Regions from separate parts of the Sus scrofa genome. Here region 1 is linked to region 2. A link is a contact called in public HiChIP or PLAC-seq data. All regions are on one chromosome and are shown on one strand. Each heading gives the region's core, a stretch centred on a gene start, on an enhancer-like site or on the middle of the called end of the contact. The rest is flanking DNA. Distances are from core to core; before and after follow the strand shown.

The links. HiChIP or PLAC-seq counts read pairs in DNA pulled down with a chosen protein or histone mark.
Region 1: an H3K27ac HiChIP or PLAC-seq map of alveolar macrophages shows a contact between it and region 2. The contact joins two enhancer-like sites. A contact is called at or near these places in 1 of 47 Hi-C or Micro-C datasets (embryonic fibroblasts) and 1 of 2 datasets of contacts at active chromatin or transcription factors (alveolar macrophages).

Annotation. Positions count from the first base shown.
Region 1 is chr13:91,462,705-91,465,827 of Sscrofa11.1, forward strand. The region is part of intron 16 of MED12L (mediator of RNA polymerase II transcription subunit 12-like protein); the gene reads left to right. Among named protein-coding and RNA genes, the nearest start is that of P2RY14, 11 kb to the left of the region's middle. Within about 2 kb of position 1,722, at least 26 of the 83 cell types and tissues checked have an H3K27ac peak or open chromatin away from gene starts, as enhancers often do. A contact at or near this core is called in alveolar macrophages, where this site is marked.
Region 2 is chr13:90,993,596-90,996,952 of Sscrofa11.1, forward strand. No RefSeq gene overlaps it. Among named protein-coding and RNA genes, the nearest start is that of SIAH2, 24 kb to the left of the region's middle. Within about 2 kb of position 1,521, at least 3 of the 83 cell types and tissues checked have an H3K27ac peak or open chromatin away from gene starts, as enhancers often do. A contact at or near this core is called in alveolar macrophages, where this site is marked.

The DNA of each region.
Region 1 (3,123 bases), core at 472-2,971, 470 kb after region 2:
AAAGGCACCAGAAAAGGAAAGTCAGCAGAGGTGGGTGGGGAACAATGTTGGGATTTAATAGTCATGCTGAGGTGTTCATAATTCACTATGCCATGACGTTTTTGAGCTTTGTGGTAAAATAATTGAAGATGTGCTTTAAAAAGTATAACCTGGTATTAAAACATGGAATGCAGATGCAGACATGCCTTTTTGTGTTTCTCTATGTAAAGCATTAAATACTGCCAAATTCTGTGCATTGATTTAGAGTAGTTGAGGAGGGTGGCAGGAATTATGGCATTACAACGTAATTAGTCACTGTATTGTAAAAAAGTGCTTTATTTTTATTTTTTTTAATCTCTTAAAATGAGTGACAGGCGCAGGAATTCATTAGCAGTTGTATGTGTACCTTTATTGGACAATTATAATTGAAGAAACATGTTTGGTACAATATCTCCACCTTCTGGAAGGTTGGCAGAAGTAACCGTTTATAAAAAGAATTGTATGTACGATATTTACATATTTTGTAGCCGGCTAAGAAAACCTCACTTTGGGATAGACTCTAATATTCTGTCTTAAGTTGAATAGCTAATCTCAATTAGTTGAACTGCTCAAAGAGGTCTTCTGTGTTGCTAGTATTAGGGTGGATTTATCCTTAAGAATCAGAAGGAATGAATTTTAGTTGATATCAGCAAAGAGTCAAAATTGAGAACTTTAACAGTTGTAAAAATAAAGTCTCAGTGCATTTTTTTCTCCTCTTTGTATATGTTTTGGAAGGATGCTTATGAATCAGAAGGCATTTCCTTTTATCCCTCCAAGTCTCCAAAATGTATCCTTTCTCGTTATCTCATCCTGCTCTCATCTGTTCTTAGGACTCACCTCAGCTGTCCTCATCCTCATATCTTGGCCTTGTCCAGATTCTTCCCACGTGGCATGTGTTTTTATATCAGTCCCAGCTGGAATGGGCAGTAGCTATCTTGGTTGCTTGTTTTGGTATCCCCAGTGTCCCACTCCTATAGCAGGCCCTCAGAAGTGTTTGTTGAATGAAACTGTATTACTTAAATAGGGAAGAGGCAGGGACTGTCCTCTAACTGTATGCTCTGGTCCTGTAGCTAAAGCTAAGTGAGATGATGGAATTAATCTGAAAACAAAGATTATAATTTTTAACATATCATTATCCCGGTGCCATCAAATTTGTTTAAACATCTGTATCTGCACACGTTTAAGCTCCTTTTGTAGGTTTCCGGACCCCTGACCTGCATAATGATTCATTCTAAGCAAGATCCCTTGGAGAATAGCACACTGCTTTATAAGATGGTTTCTTTGCTTAGCACTGATGGCTCAGCTTTTTAGTAAATCATTAGAACAAGTTAGGGAAATGAGCCTTGAGAAGTTTTGAGCTGGAATGAGACTTAATGTAGAGAATGAATACTTCCTTTTTACTATGTTGATGAAAATCATCAATAAGCAGTCTGTAATAGGAATAGGAAAGAGATTTGAGTGAAACTGAGGACTGTAGCCTGGGAGACAGCCTCTCACATAACTCTGAGGAACTGCTCTAGAGACATGGTTTTCAGCACAGTTTTGTATCTTGTCAGAACAAAGAACATGAAACAACTCAGGGATCCATTCCTTGACTTTCAAAAGGAAGAAACACACACACACACACACACACACACACCACACACACACACACACACACGCACACACACACACACACACACACACAGCTTAGCACATACACAGTGAGTCAGTATAATCTTGGCACCTGGGATTCTTTTCATCAAAGCAGTACCAGCATGGATATCCCAGGAAAGATGGCATTTAATCTTTATTTTTAACATGGGCTTTCTTTACTTCGGGTCAGTGTGCCCTTTTCTTTAATAATTAAAGCAGATGTGCAATGTATGATCGATAGGCCAGAAACAGGCCATTCGAGTTAGCATAAAATTCAAGTCAAGCCAGAATGTATAAGCAAGAATGATTTCCCCAAGCCTCAATATGTGAACGTTTCCTTTACCAATTAGATAAACTTTCCCAGAGTTGTTTTGATAAACAGCTGTCACTTGGGGCTGTGCGATGTGTGGGCAGAACAGGCTCTAGCAAGTCCAGGGGAAGGTTCTGTGGTATGAGACTTCAGGGAACTTATCTGAGGTTAACTGCAGTCACAGGAAATGCCGTGGGTGATCTCATGCAGTTTCTTTTTCTTTTTCAGTCTTTTTTTTTTTTTTTTTAAACCAGGGAATAAACCACACCTTAAATTTGTAGATTCAGACAAGGTCTTCTTCTCTTTCCAGCAAGCTGCTATCAGCCAAGCACACTTTGTGTGTACTTCTGGTTTGTGGGAGGGTGGTGTGGTTATTTTTGGCAATTTAATTTCCTTGGTGACTCGATTGAGACTTTTTTCATGTGGTTATAGGCAATTAGTGCTATGGAGAGCTGCATATCTCTTTAGTTAATATTTGGAGCACAGCGGTGTTTCTTAGGCTGTTTTGCATGACCAGTGGGTATAATCAGAATGAAGAATCAATGAGGCCAAGTTTTGGTGCTTAGTCTTTGAATGGGCTGTTTAGGGAGCAGCTGTGCATGTTGCCTTGTCAGATTCTCCTGGCGTGGGTTGAATGAGGACATGTGATCACGCCTATTCGGATCCCAGATTCTACTCCTCCTTAGGGAGCCTGGTAGATTGCCTGTAGGGGCAATTATCCTACCTGAGCTGTAGTTCTTTGACACCAGGAATGTCAGTTAGCCTGTTTGTTTTGTTGTCTCCAGAGAGGCCTGTGTGTGGGAAGAGTGAATGCAGCCTCCCTCTCTAAAATCCCATTGATATCTGACCAGTCATAAATTTTGTACTTAGTCATTAATAGTGTGACAAAAGATTCGTGATGGTTTTGCTGTGGAGAAGAGAGAGAATTTAAATTAGAATTTAGATTATATATTCCTTTAGGAAGCCAAGGCAAATAAAAAAGACTCCACTGGGGGTCTTTTGGCAAGAAACAAAACCACCGGCAACAAGCACTAGCCTGGAAACCACTATCCACACTCCAGGAAACATCTGTTAAGAGATTTTTGTTTAATAGCTGCTAATCTGACATCCAGGGGCTCACAGTTTGTGTTAGTAAACTGGATGAAAAAACTTCACAGTAG
Region 2 (3,357 bases), core at 271-2,770:
ACCGACAGCATAGGAGGGTTCCCTTTTTCCACACCCTCTCCAGCATTTATTTTTTGTAGACATTTTGATGATGGCCATTCTTACTGGTAGGAGGTGATATCTCATTGTGGCTTTGATTTGCATTTCTCTAATAATTTGTGATATTGATAATCATTTCATGTGCTTTTTGTCCATCCATCTGTCTTTGGAGAAATGTCCATTTAGATTTGCCCATTTTTGGTGGTTTTTTTCCCTAACATAAAGCTGTGTGAGATGTGCATATATTTTGGAGGTGAATTGCTTGTCAGTTGCTTCATTTGTGAAGATTTTCTCCCATTCTATGGGTTGTCTTTGTTTTGTTTATGGTTTCCTTTGCTGTGTAAAAACCTTTAAGTTTAATTAGGTCCTATTTTTTTTTTTTTATTTTCATTACTATAGGAGTGGGTCAAAAAAGATATTGCTCTGATTTATATAGAAGAGCATTCTGTTTATGTTTTCCTCCAGGAGTTCTATAGTATCTGGCTTTACATTTAGATCCTTGATCCATTTGGGTTATTTTTGTTTATGGTATTAGAGAATGTTCTAATTTCATTTTTTTACATGTATCTGCCCAGTTTTTCCAGCACCACTTATCAAAGAGACTGTCTTTTTTCCATTGTATGTTCTTGCCTCCTTTCTCATGGATTAGTTAACTATAGGTGCATGGGCTTATCTCTGGCTTTCCATCCTGTTCCACTGATCTATGTTTCTGTTTTTGTGCCAGTACCATATTGTTTTGATTACTGTAGCTTTGTAGTATAGTCTGAAGTCTAAGAATCTGATTCCTCCAGTTCTGTTTTCTTTTTCAATATTTCTTCAGCTATTCAAGTTCTTTTGTGTTTCCACACAAATTTAAAAATTTTTTGTTCTTGTTCTGTGAAAAATGCCATTGGTAATTTGATAGATTGCATTGAATCTGTAGATTGCCTTGGGTAGTATTGTATATCATTTTGACTGGAATTTTTGATTGGTCACCGAGAGTCATTCGGCATCTCACAATACAGGCTGAAAAACCAGATACTTATTTTCCAGATATCCATTGTAACCAGAGGTAGTGGTATGATCTAGTTTTAGACCCTAAGACTGTAGAAGATGCTTTGGTGGCCTGTCTAGCTCTCCTTGAGTGGGACAATGTACCTGTCCCCCAGCCACTGTGAATTGCCCTCAGCCAGAGGGAGTCTCCTTGCTTGGAAATGACCAGGAGAGTATGCCACACACCCCCAGCAGCCTGCAACCAATGGCTGACCAACACGAGGATTTGAAAGCCAGAACCATTACCTCAATATGAGATAGCTCTGTGGTGGGATCAGGCTGAGGTGAGATTTCAGTTGAACCCACTCTTTGCCTAGCTTTTCTTCTCTACTTTCTTTTCTGTCTAAGAGTTTTACTGAAAACACTCCCTCAGGAAGTCACTTGCACAAGAACTCCCATTTCAGCCTCTAGAGAACCCAGCCTATGACACACAGGAGCAGAAGTCAGTGGGAGTGCTTTTCTCGGAAAGCATTTGCTTTCATGACTGAAAAAAGAGAAAGGGGAACATGTGTAGTGGGCGAGGCTTCTTGCCTTGAACACTGCTTTGATGTCTGGAACTAGAACTCCCTTCTTGTGGCTAAGAGGTAATAGACATAAAAGAAAGTCTAAGAGCGTCCTAGAGCCAGTGCCAGCCGTTCCTACCTCCAGACTTGTGAGAAAAATAAATCCTATTTTCTTAAGTCACTTTAGACCTAGTGTTTCTGTTATTTGGAACTGAACACATTATTAGTACCTGACAGAGTTGTTGTGAGAATGCAATGAGAAAATAAGGGGCCCAGCATACATGCAAATATCATAATTTTCTTTCCTCCCATTTCTTCCCAAATTCATTTTCCTGGTTGGAGTATATGGAAAGCTAAATGAGATTACACAATAGCTTTGTATGTTATACATCAAAATTAACCTTTTCTGAGTGACTTACATTTTTGAACCAATGCCCTGATTGAGAGAAGGATAACTAAATAATAGGAAGGAACAATGCATTGTGTCTCTTCTTTTTACATTTCAGCAGTGGATAGTCGTGTGTGGGGAGGGTTGATCTACCTCATTGCTTTAATATCTCCTAAAGATGCAAGAAAAAATACCTTTACATGTTATAAAATGTTATCATTTCAGGTTCATATTGGTTAACCTTCAAGTTTATAGTAATAGCACCAATATTTGTACCTAAGTAGAAGAGTAGAGTTTAATGGCTTCGGTGTCAGGAATAGTGGCACCTTTATTTGAATTGCAGTCTCATGTATGTATCACAGCATCTCTTTGTTTTTTTGGGCCGCTATTCATGCTCTGTGCATATGTGTCATATTATTTATGGATATAAAGCTTGTCCTTGGAGTAATGAATCTCCTGGTGACAGGGACATATTGTTTGAAATACACCGAATGCCTTAGGTTTACATGCTGTTAAATAATGCAGTTCAACCTGACTCAGCAAATCTTTATAGAATGTCCACTGTGTGCTGGGCACCGTGAGGCCTGTGGCCATGCATCAGACTTGGTCAGCCTCTTTGGAAGCAAGATCTGTGGGGTAGCAGTTGTATGTATATACAGCACACTTGGATACAGGGTTTGTGCTGCAAAAAATGAGGCTAACAAGGTTCTTTGAAATTTTGAGGGAGGGAAGGAGAGATTCATTTCACTTTGGGGGGTTGAATAAAGACATCTAGATGTCAAGGAGAAAAGCAAATGATCTCTATGCTTATTTTTCTTTCATCTAGTTATGTCTTATGATTGTTAAAGTATAAAATCTTTTCATGTAGTCTAACTTAAATAAATCCTTACACCACAACCACAGGGTGAGTTTGTCATGTAAATTTATTCATAAAGGGGTAAACTGAGGCTCAGCAAATTTTCAGGCGCTCATGTAGCTTTGAATGATAAAGAACCCAGGTATTCTAACTCCAGCTTTGGTTCTTTCTCTGTAGACCAGTGGGTTTATTTTTCAATTTTTTAAAAAAATTAAACTATAGTTGATTTACAGTGTTGTGCCAATTTCTGCTGTACAGTGTAAATCAGTGGTTTTTACCATCCACATCAGTACTTCTCCAACTGAGGCTGTACGTTAGAATCTCCTGGGAGGTTTTAAAAATCCCCCAGGCCCACACTGTACTCAGGCCAATTAAATGAGGCTGTCTAGTAGGGGGGAACTCTGGCCTCAGTGGGTTTTTTTAATCAGTTAATAAACTAATTATTTTTAAGTTGTGGATACAACAAACTTTATCATCTCAACCATTTTTTTTTTTTTGCCCGCACCTGTGGAGTGCCAAAGTTCCCAGGCCAGGGATTGAACCTGAGCCACTGCAGAGCC